Linked DNA regions of Triticum aestivum: region 1 is linked to region 2. A link is a contact called in public Hi-C data. All regions are on one chromosome and are shown on one strand. The core of a region is the stretch at or near the end of the contact, and the rest is flanking DNA. Distances in the headings are between cores, read along the strand shown.

Region 1 (6,016 bases), core at 3,291-5,790, 300 kb before region 2:
GCAGTTTTGTGGAGCAATCATTCTCTTTTGGATGAAGGAAGCATCTGTTCTAGTTTCGTCGCCTGTAGCGTGCGTGTGTTAAGAAAGTGTAGTCATGGTTGAGTTCTTATCTTTCCAAACTCTATATTTATCTGTGATGTGATGAGAACATTTAGACATTGCATTGTTGCACTCTGAATTAGACATTTAGACATTGCATTGTTGCAATCTAGCCTTCTGGAAGGCAATGCATTGGTCTTCTGATTGTTGCAGCAAAGTTTGCATCAATTCAGAAGTTTGCTCCAGGAACTTTTGCTTCACAGCAAAATTATTGCTATGATGTGACGATACAATTAATCGATGTACCTTCCTGAATCTTGGTTGTGTGTAATTTCATCTTTTATGGTTTCGCCTGTAGCGTGTCGAAACTTATTTATCTGGGAACATTTAGGGACTAAAATCATACATTCTGAATTATACAAATTATGAGAATTTCCTTCTATTTGTTTGTGAGAAGGAACATTGAGAGATTGATTTGTTGCATTCTAAATTAGACAATGGGAATTTTGTTTTATGTTTCAGCACATCAGGTGTTTTAGCTGTAAATTCCAGCCCAACCTTCAGGAAAAGCAGTGAATGCACTGGGCATATTCATCTTCTGATTATTACTGCCAAGTCTACAACGATTCACAAGTTGCTCAACTAGGATCTTACTCCACAGCAAAATTGTCACTACAACACGACGATACAGTTAGTCGATGTGAATCTTGGTTATCTTTGCTTGTTTTTGAGCTACAATACTGTGGACTAGCAGCTAAGCTACACTTTCAGAAGTTTTTATAAGTTTGTCAGCCAGTAAGAACCAAGAATCCTTGAATCTCTACCCTCCTTGTCATGATTTCATACATGTCCTTAAGATCCTTGTAGTTGCAAACAGGCTTGCTCTTCTTTGAGAATGCTTTTTGATGCCAATGTGCCAATGCTTGTCCCAGCTATATACCCACCAGTCCATGCATTCTGTGGAAAGCAAAGAGCAAATGCTAAGTTGAAACCTTTTTTGTTCCCACTTCAAAAGAATTTTAATGGAAGCATCTCCAAGTTTTTACTAATCCGCTGTGGAGATATCTACTTCTTACCTGAAAATTGAACCCGCCTGTGACCCCGTCGACATTAAGTACCTACAGCAAGATCACACTCTGTAAGATAAGATAACCAGAGGGTTGCAAGTTCAAGACAGCTGTGCTGTTACCTCTCCTGCAAAGAACAGATTGGGCTGCTTCTTGCTTTCCATGGTGCTAAGCGATATCTTTACAACAGATGAACAATTTGGATTTTTCGTGAGTCGAGTCATGTTTGTGAAAACTGCAATTAAGTTGTCGACTAATAAATACCTCTGAAAGTGGAACACCTCCAGCTGTCACAAATTCATCTTTGAATTGGCCCTACATATGACGATGAGGGAACATCAGTGAGCACAGATACATCAAAAAACCGCTATCGAGCTTTTCAAGGGATATACTTAAGATATCACATACCTTCCCAACAACCTCAAACATCCACTGTTTCAAGCGAAGGGCTATCGCGTTTAGATGACTTTTTGGCACGGTGGCCCAGTGCATGTCACCATCTAAACTCTGCAAGAGAAAACTTCGACTGAGTAAAACATCAAATTAAGGGGCTGAGTAAGGACCAGGATTCAGCTACTGCAACCTCCTGTTCTAGAAGGAATCCCCAAAACCTCTTCACCAGACCAAACTCCTTGGGAAAGGCGTTATTTACTTTGTTCTTCTGCAGAGATTAAAAAAAAAATCTTAGTACAGCTTCACCATAATGTTTTACAAGGAAAATCGGAATATTCAGGGAATATTTCTGTGACAAAATTACATAAGTCATACAAAACACTCCCTCTGTCTGGAAATACTTGTCGGAGAAATGGATGACAAGTATTTCCGGACGGAGGTTGGTTAAAGCACCCCAACATGACAGATAAAACAGAATGTTGTAAAGGTGGCTATAAGTATCTGTATCTGCAGTAGCAAATCTTCATTAAAATTTTACTCAGAAAGCCTAATAAGGGAGGCATATTAAGAAACAGAAAGCAATGTCCATCTTGTTGAAGGCATTTACAAGAACTGGTCGATTAATTTATTAAAGCAAGAGGCATTCAAAAGCAGAGTTAAAAATTTAAAACTCGGATTCTCTATTTCTAAAAAGAACTCAGACTCTCAGATGAAGACATTAACGAAGGACAGGGAAAGATCAGAACCGCATGTTGGTCTTTGTGCTGGAATAGGATCCGCTTCACGTCCTCGATGTGAATGTCCGGTATGAAGTCAACCACAAGCTTTGCTGTGTTGAAAGAAATATACATATTCCAACAAGAGAAGTGGATGAGTTCGACAATATCTTTTACTCCCTCCGTTCCACAATACAGGACGTTTTTGCAAGCTATGTTTTAGCTTGCAAAAACGTCTTGTATTGTGGGACAGAGGGAGTAGATCTTACATGCTGTTTTAAAATACTATTGTAATGGAAAGTTTCATGTGATTGATGGAACACAAAATGCACAAGCTGAAGAAATAAAACACTAGATCCAGCTATGTTCCGTATTAAAAATGTAGTGCCACTCGTGTACAATTTCTTCGGGCCTCACCTTGGTACTTGTCCTGATATAGTTCACGTGCTCCCCATGCAGACAATCGAAGAACAACAGGGCCACTAAGCCCCCAATGTGTAACCAACATAGGTCCAGTCTGCAATGGCCAAACAATTGATGTAAGCAAACATCTATGACGGAGCCTATTGCTGAAGGTGTCCGGCTCACCTGAGTTAATTCAGGAGCGCTTTTCTGAATGCCATCTAGCATCAGTTTTGCTGCGACCCTTGTGAACGAAACCTACGTGGCAGGAGAAAAGGAGGGGAATCATTTTTGCGTGCAGTGAGTCACCACTTGTGAGTATGAGATTTGCAATAGCAGTTACGGATCAATACCCCGGATAGATCAGCCAGTCGCTTGTCTGCAATTTTGAATGTGAATAGGCTGGGCACAGGTGGAATAATAGAGTGACCGTGTTGCGCAGCAAATGAGTAGCCCTGCAAGTAAGAGAAATATGTAAGGGAAAGAGTTTATGGTGTCTAGTAGAGTAAGCACCTATTTAGTGTTCAGATACCTGTTGGCTGCTGCCTGTAGCAACTAAGACATAATTAGCGCTGATGTAATCTACAAAATCAATAGTACGCTTCTCAACTTTGACAACAAACTTGCCGTTGGCGTCGACAGATGCACCGGACACGGATTTACCAGCCTGCAGGGAAACTTCAAAAAAAGAACTCAATTCCAGAAATTGTTTCTTCGTGATGAAGGGTGTGTGGATGATAACGGAACGGACAGCAGAGTCAAATAGCATTAGCTACCTCCCAGTCTTCTCGCCTCATTCAGCAGGCAGTCTACTACCGAAGCAGAGTTGTCAGTGACAGGAAAGACTCTACCGTCCTCTTCGGTCTAACATGACAATCAAAACAGTAGACATAGATAAGTAAACTGGCTTCAGTCAATGCACAAGCAAGATCCTGAAGTAAATGTGGTGTGAACTAAGCTACCTTAAGCTCCACACCATGATCTGAAAACCAGTGCATGGTATCCTGTGGCCCATGGGTGCGAAAGAAGGATCCCCGGAGTTCTTTGTACCCCCTAGGATAATTTCTCACCAGTCCCTGAGAATTGAATAGTATTTGATAAATGACAATCACAAGCTTAAAGAGCACATGTAACAATTGACTGAAAAATAGTAGTGGTAAAAATCATTTTTTATGGTTGCTGATCGAAATGGTGCACACATTGCCACCATCTCATTCAGCCAGTGAATGGGCAGCAAACTAACTGACTGACACAACACAATGGCTAGAACACAGACAGCTGCATACATTGGCATGGTACCTTGGACAATTACAAATCCACAGCACTAATATGGACTATGAAAAGCAATGGATGCAGTAGAGTCTGCAAAGTGCGCGTACCGACGGCTCGAGATGGTGCCCGTTGGTGACATTGCACCGCCCGCCGCCGGAGATCTTGACCTGCAGCCATCCATTCCAACAATTCATACATACTTAAGGAACACCATAGCGGTAGCCTTTTTCCAGTCCAATGGAAATAAGACATTGGCATTGGCATGGTACCTTGGACAAGAACTTCCCTTTCTCTATGACCACCACGTTGAGGTGGGGAGCCAGCGTCTTGGCCCTTATCGACGCGTACACCCCGGCGGCGCCGCCGCCCACCACAACCAGCGACTGCTCATCCTCCTGCATGGCGAACAGAGTCAGGAGCTAGGGGCGGCGGCAGGCCGGCGGCTGAGCTGGGCTAGTTACCTGCTCGCGGGCGTGGCCGGAGGGCGCCGAGGCGCAGACGGAGGCGGGGACGGAGGAGGAGCAGCGTCTCCCGCGCAAGACGAAGGGGGTGGCGCGGCGAGCGGCGGCGGCGGCGGCGGCGGGCTGGAGCCACGGCCACTGCGGCGGCATTTCGTCGATGAATTCGGTGGAAGGCTGGAAGCAAGGTGGACTGGATAGTGTAGACCCATGGGCCTGGGCATGCTATAGTGTGGGCCGGGTTTAGTGGGCTGGAGCCCAAATTCACTAATCTCTCTACTCCTAATGACGAGTTGGTGAATCGTCTCCGCGGTTTATTTTCGCTGGTTTTTTTTCGTCTCTCCTCCCACCACCCCCTCCCACCCTGGTCCGCGGTTTATTTTAGCTGGGTTTTTTTGTCTCTCCTCCCACCACCCCCTCCCACCCCGATCCATCGGTTTATTTTTCTCTTCACTCTTTATTACAACCAGAACTTTCCTAACGTATAATAAATCACGGATCTAACTTTCTTAAATTATGCAAATCAATCGATTCCTTTTATTGGTTCAATTTGTCTCAGGAAACAAATAATACATTTTAATCTAACTTCCTTAAATTATGCAAATCAATCGATTCCTTTTATTGATTCAATTTGTCTTAGATTTCAAGAAACAAATAATACATTTTAATCTAACTTTCCTAACTTATCTAAATCAATCGATTTCTCTTATTAGTGAAATTTGTTTTAGGAAACAAATAACAGACACGTCACAACTTTTCTCCCAATAAATAGTTTCTTAACATTTGCAAACTTTCCTAATCAGACACGTCACAAACGGGCAGGTACTGATATCACGTTACCAAACAATAAAACCCCATTTGCATAGAAATCAGCTCAAAAATCCTAACTTTCCTAAATTTTTACCTTTCCTTGATAACAACCAATATTTTCTATGTTTTCCACCTATTGAAGAAAATCACCCCTCCATCGATATATATTAGCATTTTTTTGAACTGAGATCTCCGGGTTATGATTTTTTTTTGCGATTCTTTCCAATTGTGACCTCTCCTTCCACTCCGGCTCCTTCTCGCATAAACACCTCCACCAAAGCCAGGTGACACCGCCCCAGACCTCCTGCCTCTCCACACCTTCTCCGCCACCTCCTTCTCGTACTCCATTAACAATCCCTCCGCCACATTTGTCCACGGCGGTGTCGAGGGCATGGCGCAGCAGCGTACCAGCGGTAGAGCAGCGCATAGCAGCAGGAAGCAACACGCAGCAGGCGAGGCGAGCGACCGGCGGTGGAGGGAAGAGATGCGGCCGGCGTGGCTGAGGGGGCGGCCGGCAGAAGATGGCCACGACTGGAGGCGGCGCGAGGCAGGGGCGCGACAGCGGGGCGAGCAAAGGGATAGGCGGCAACAGACGAGGCGAGCGCAGCCAGCGAGAGTGTGGCGCGCGGCCAGGGTGTGTGTCGCACGGGGCACAGTGGTGCCGTGGCAGCGGCGAGCGCGACGGCAGCGGCGGGCGCGACCGACGCGGTGTAGCACAGGCGTGGCATGGAGAGGGAGTGGCCCCGCGGGCGCGGAAGAAGAGCGGTAGGCTCGGGCATGGGCGTGCATAGGAGCGGGCATGTGCCACGGGGTCAATCCGAGGAGCTCGGTGGCTACCCCTGCAATGGCCATGGCGGAC
Region 2 (5,925 bases), core at 1,541-4,040:
TGTAATACATATTTAACGTTACCAAATGCTTGATTAACAATTTTCAAATAAACAATTAACATTTTTTGAATACATGGTCAACCTTTTTTCTATACACATTTTCTTCTCCAAATGCTTGATTAACATTTTCAAATAATTGTTTAACATTATTTGAATAAATTCTCAGCATGTTTCCATACCCAGTTAACATTTTTGAAATGCTTGATTAACATTTTTAAGTACTTGTTTAACATTTTTCAATTTTTTGATTAATTTGTTAAAAATACAACTTTTGTCATACACATTATTATTTCGTATACATGAGAAACGTTTTCTCTATACACGTTTAACATTTTTTAATACATGCTTAACCTTTTTTCTATACACATTTTTTTTCAAATGCTTTATTAACATATTTGAATACTTGTTTAACATTATTTGAATAAATTGCCAGCATGTTTCTATAGACATTTAATATTTTTCAGATGCTTGATTAATATTCTTAAGTACTTGTTTACATTTTTGAAATGTTAGATTTAAAAAAAATACATGATCAACTTTTGTCATACACACTATTATTTTTGTATACATGGGAAATATTTTCTCTATACACATTTAACATTTTCAAATGCTTGGATAACATTTTTTTAAACGTTTTATGTTAAATGTTTTTGCTAATATATTTATTTGGAATATTTGGAACTATAAGCAAAAGACAAAAATAATGTGAAAAATAAAACAAAAAAACGCGGTTGTGTCCTCTCATGCGCCTTAGGGCGGCCCATCTCGTGCCTCCCTTCGGGCGAGGCTTCCCTCCGTCTCGCGTGAAGCGAGACATAGAGGCGCCCAGTAATGTGGGGCTTCGCCTGGGATGCGGTAAAAAAAGCGCATAGCTTTGTAAACCCACATAGCCCAATGATCTAAGGTCTAAATAGCTTAATGTGCCGAGTTGGTACAAAACCCATTATATGTGTGAAAAAATAGGTAATAAAATCCTATGAAAATATAAATGTGAGATCTTTGCTATTTGTACATAGAACACCATCCAGTTCGATAGTAGCGCATGCTTCTCCTTTCCCCTTTTTTCTCAAAACACACAAACTTGCGGCTCATGGCTAAATAATCGATTGTTTATAAAAACAGGCAAATGTGTTTTTTAAATTATAAAGCCATACATGGCAATTTTATTTGGCTGGTTTGTCCACTTTTCCTCAGTAGTCGCATCAATATACTCGTTTGTGGTTAACTCTTTACTCACGAGTTGTACAACTGGTATGTTCAGATTTGATCACTTTACTCACGAGTACTACAACGTGGGTAGGTTGTCCACTCCGACTCGATAATCGTGGCAAGATATATGACGGGAGCACTAGACAGATGCATTTTCACAAACACATATATGACATCCTTGTTTGTTTCGAATGTCCATTTTGCATTGATAGTCACGCCAAGATACTCGCATGTGGTTAACTCTTTACTCACGAGTAGTTTCACCAGTATGTTTGGATTCGATTGCTTACCTTCGTTGTGATGATCCGATCGCTTACTCATGAGTGGTATGACACATGGGTAGCTTGTCACCACAGCGGCGCCAAGATATGTGATGAGAGCCCTAGGCAAATGCCTTTTTGCTAAAGTCATATATGACGTTCTTGTTTGGTTAGCTTGTCCATTCCGCATTGACAGTCGCGCAACATACTCGCTTGTGGTTAACTCTCTACTCACGAGTAGTTTCACCGGTATTTTTGGATTTGATCGCTTACTCACGAGTAGTATGACATGCATTATTGGATTAGATCACTTACTCATGAGTAGTATAACCACTATATTTTAATCCCTCTCAGATCGCATCTCACCCCCCGCGTCGTCCTCCTCCAGGGCGACTCGGGCGGGGCGTCTCACCCCCCGGCGCAAGGCCTCCTCCCAGCGTTCACCCATCCGCCGCCGCCTAACGCATCCCCGGGCAAAGCCCGCTCGGATCTGGCGGCGGCGGGCCGCGGCTCCTAGGGCATCGCCACCTCTCGAACTGGGGGATCGGGTGGTAGCCGACGGCGCGGCGCTGCCCCGGCACACGTCGCCGAGCTCTGAGGTGGAGGGGACGGCGGTGGTTGCGGGCGGATGCCGTCGGCCCGGTGCTCCTGCTACGTGCGTGCAGCGGCGGAATAGGGTGCGGCGGCGCGGCTCCGTCGGTTGTTGGACGTGTTCGTGAGGCCCGGTGGCTAGCTACCGGCCATGGTCGCCGGGTTGCGGACGGCGCGATGGCGGGTGCGCCGCGCCGGCAACTGGGCGGAGACGCCCTTGTCTGGGTCCTTGACACCACGGGCAACACCGGGGGAAACCCTAGATCTCATTGCGATCGAGCGATGGCAGTGCTTTAGCGTCGTAGTCCCTCTTGAGGGCATCATTTTTGGAGTTTGCTCAGGTTCAAGGGACCAGCGACGCCGGCGGTGCACGGCCTGGTGGCGCGACTGCCGATGAAAATCGCGTCGACTTCGGTCATGGCGGACCATGGCGGCGTGGTGTAGGTTGTCCGGCACGGGCAGGTTGCAGAGCAGCGTCACCTTCGCCTCGGCGATCTGCGGCCCCTTCTTCATCTCCGGCGACGGGTCCATCTTCCATATATAGCTTCACCTCCCACATCTTTCATAGCAGCACCTTGAGTGGCTGGCAGCAGCACTCGGTGACGGGGAGCCTGCCGGCGAGCAGCGCGGGGGAGACGGTCTCGATCTGGAAGCCCACCGCGTGCAGCACCCGGTCCAGCTCCGCCATGTCGATGTCGCTATGGCTACTACCGGGCTTCGCCGCCGCCATGGCTGCTACGTAGGAGCACCTCGCAGCCCGGCCGCCTCTACGTAGATGAAGAAGAAGCAGGGCCAGCCTTGCAATGATTGTTTGCAGTAGTACGCACAGTGCTGAAGCTGTAGCTGGATGATGGTCAATATTTTTTTCGTATACATCAGGAATAGTTATTTAATGTCGCTTAATATTTTTTAAATACATGATCAACATTTCTTTCATACAGATTGTATTTTTTTTGTATACATTATTCGTATACATGGAAAACATTTTTTACTATACACACTTACATTTTTCGAATTCTTGATTTACATTTTTGAAGTACTTGAGTAAACAAATTGAAATGCTTGATTTACATTTTTCAAATGCTTGATTAAAGTTTTTGAAATACATGATCAACATTTTCTATACACATTGTATATTGTTTGTATGTATTATTCGTATTCATCAGAAACATGTTTCCTATACACATTTAACATTTTTCGAATGCTTGATTAATAGTTTTGAAATATATGATCAAAAAATTTCATACATATTGTTTATTTTGAGTATACATTATTCATATACATGAGAGTATTTTTCAAATGCTTCATTAATATTTTTCACAACTTGATTACATTTTTAAATACATGGTCAACTTTTTCATACACATTGTATATTTTTTGTATACATTTTCCATATACATGAGAAACATTTTTTCTATACACATTTAACATTTTTCGGATGCTTGATTAGCATTTTCCAAATGTTTTATGTAAAAGTGTTTTTGTAATATATAACTTTAGAATATATGGAGGTATAAACAAATCTTTTCATACACATTATATTTGTTTTGTATACATGAGAAAGATTTTCTCTATACACATTTAACATTTTCAAATGCTTGGATAACATTTTTTCAAATGTTTTAGGTAAAGTGGTTTTGGTAATATATTTATTTACAATATTGGGAAGTATAAACCAAATTAAAAAAAGAAACAAACAAACAAACATAAAAAACTTGCAAAAAAATGAGGTTGTGTCCTCTCGCGCGCCTAGGCCGGCCCATCTCATGCCTGGCAAGGGTTCCCTGGATCTCGCGCGTGAAGCGAGACAATGAGGTGTGTTGGGCTGTTGCCCTAGAATGTGATAAAAAATGCATAGCTCTGCAAGCCCACACAGCCCAATGATCAAAGGTCTACATGATTAATGTACCGAGTTGGTAAAATAACTTGTTATATGTGTGATAAAAATAATAATAAAATCCTTTGCAAATATAAATGCAAGAACTTTGCTATTTCTGCATACAACACCATCTAGTTCAATAGTAGCGCATGATTTTCCTTTCCCCCTTTTTTTATCAAAACACACAAACTCGTGGCTCATGGCTAAAAATCGACTATGTATAAAAAAGGCAAATTTGTGTTTTATTTTATAAAGCCATGCATGGCAACTTTGTATGGGTAGCTTGTCCACTTTGCCTCAGTAGTTGCTTGCTGTGTTCGTTCAATCGTCATAGTCGTGTTGGTTTTTTTTTTTTGCATGTAGTTGTTATACCGTTGGGTCGTCGCCCGACTATCTGGTTATATCGGTTATTTTCTGTTGTTTTCTTTCTGATGATTTTCCTTATTTTCTTCATCGGTTTTTAGGGTTTTTAAATTCTTTTCCATTTCTTCTCACTGGTTTTCTTTGTTTCTCTCTCAAAGTTTATTATTTTTTGTTTCTATTTTCTCTGTATTTCATTCTGTATTTCTTGGTTTTTGCTAGCTTTTTTCCTTCCTTTTGTCTTTATTTTTTCTTTGGTTTTGTTTGTTTCTTGCTCGTTTTCATTGGTTTTCTTTATTTTTTCTTTCTCAGTGTTCATCGTTTTCATGATGGCATTGGTTTTGGGTTTGTTTTCTTTGCTTCTTTTTTGTTTTTTCTCTCTTTGTTTCATTGTCGGTTTTCACCATTTCCTCTCTTTTTGCATTGGTTTTCTTCTGTTTTTATTTTCCTTTTTTATTCTCTTATTTTCTTCTTTGTTTCTTTGTCGGTTTTCATCAATTATTTTTTATTCAACACAGGACTACTTTTCTCGCTATGCAAAATATATTTTTAGTGTACATGTGAAATGTTTTTGTTGACACACGTTGAACATTTTTTAAAACATGATGTACATTTTTCCTTCAAATATTTTTTTTGAACAGTTTTATGAATACATGGTCAACAGTTTACAAATACATGGTGAACAGTTTCTAAATACAGAATTAAAATTTTAAAAATATATGTGTTTTTATGTTAATTTATTTAATGTATGTTGTACATTTTTCATATACATCAGGAATAGTTTTTATGCATGTTTAACATTTTTTAAATACATGATCAACATTTTCTCATACACATTGTATATGTTTTGTATACATTATGCGTATACATGGAAACCATTTTTTACTATACACACATAACGTTTTTCAAATTCTTGATTAACATTTTTCAAATGCTTGATTAAGATTTTTGAAATATGTGATCAACATTTTTTCATACACATTGTATATTGTTTGTATACATGATTTGTATTCATGGAAAACATTTTTTCTATACACATTTAACATTTTTTGAACATTGTCCTACTCTCACTCAACCGGATCAGCACGTGGTTGCGCCTGGCTTCAAAAATATGAGCCATGCAGAACCCAAGAAATGAGTGGAATGCCCCTCGTGTATTGAGAAGCTCTATGTGTTTTCGTACGCTCATTCTTTTATTTTGAACTATTGTCCTTCTCCCATTGGCTCATTAGGGACCATGCAAGGTGGCAGAACCGTTAGAAAGCTCTTTCCCTCACTAGTAGGAAAAGGGGCTTTTACCCCGGTTTGTAAGGGTCTTTTGTCCCGGTTTTCGAACCGGGACTAAAGGGTCGTTACTAAAGCCCTAACCCTTTAGTCCCGGTTCTTACACGAACCGGGACAGAAAATCCTCCACGTGGCCGCTGCTGCCAGCCCAGGCAGGGGGCCTTTGGTCCCGGTTGGTGCCAACAACCGGGACTAATAGGCAGGGCCTTTTGTGCCGGTTGGTGTCACCAACCGGGACCAATAGGCATCCACGCGTCAGCATTTCAGGGGCTAGGTTTTTGTTTTTTTTAAAAGGGGGGGTGGCGGGTTTTGGGGGGTTAATTTAGGTGTTTCATATATTGT

What was found. Hi-C and Micro-C count contacts between places; a contact is called where the count stands out from the background.
Region 1: a contact with region 2 is called in a Hi-C map of leaf, with 7 times the contacts expected there. The contact joins the promoter of LOC123119040 here to the promoter of LOC123124847 in region 2. A contact is called at or near these places in 2 of 5 Hi-C or Micro-C datasets (both in leaf).

The regions. Positions count from the first base shown.
Region 1 is chr5D:4,138,462-4,144,477 of IWGSC CS RefSeq v2.1, reverse strand. It overlaps LOC123119040, which reads right to left and starts at 4,540. Exons shown (of 16, transcript XM_044538688.1): 1 at 4,351-4,540; 2 at 4,159-4,284; 3 at 3,997-4,056; 4 at 3,580-3,693; 5 at 3,394-3,481; 6 at 3,150-3,295; 7 at 2,971-3,072; 8 at 2,804-2,875; 9 at 2,633-2,732; 10 at 2,246-2,328; 11 at 1,690-1,767; 12 at 1,515-1,613; 13 at 1,371-1,421; 14 at 1,229-1,285; 2 more. The coding sequence starts at 4,500. The coding sequence ends at 892. It overlaps LOC123119038 (pentatricopeptide repeat-containing protein At1g18900), which reads left to right. Exons shown (of 3, transcript XM_044538687.1): 3 at 1-475.
Region 2 is chr5D:3,837,003-3,842,927 of IWGSC CS RefSeq v2.1, reverse strand. It overlaps LOC123124847, which reads right to left and starts at 2,790. Exons shown (of 3, transcript XM_044545397.1): 1 at 2,602-2,790; 2 at 2,496-2,600; 3 at 1,810-2,061. The coding sequence starts at 2,790. The coding sequence ends at 1,810.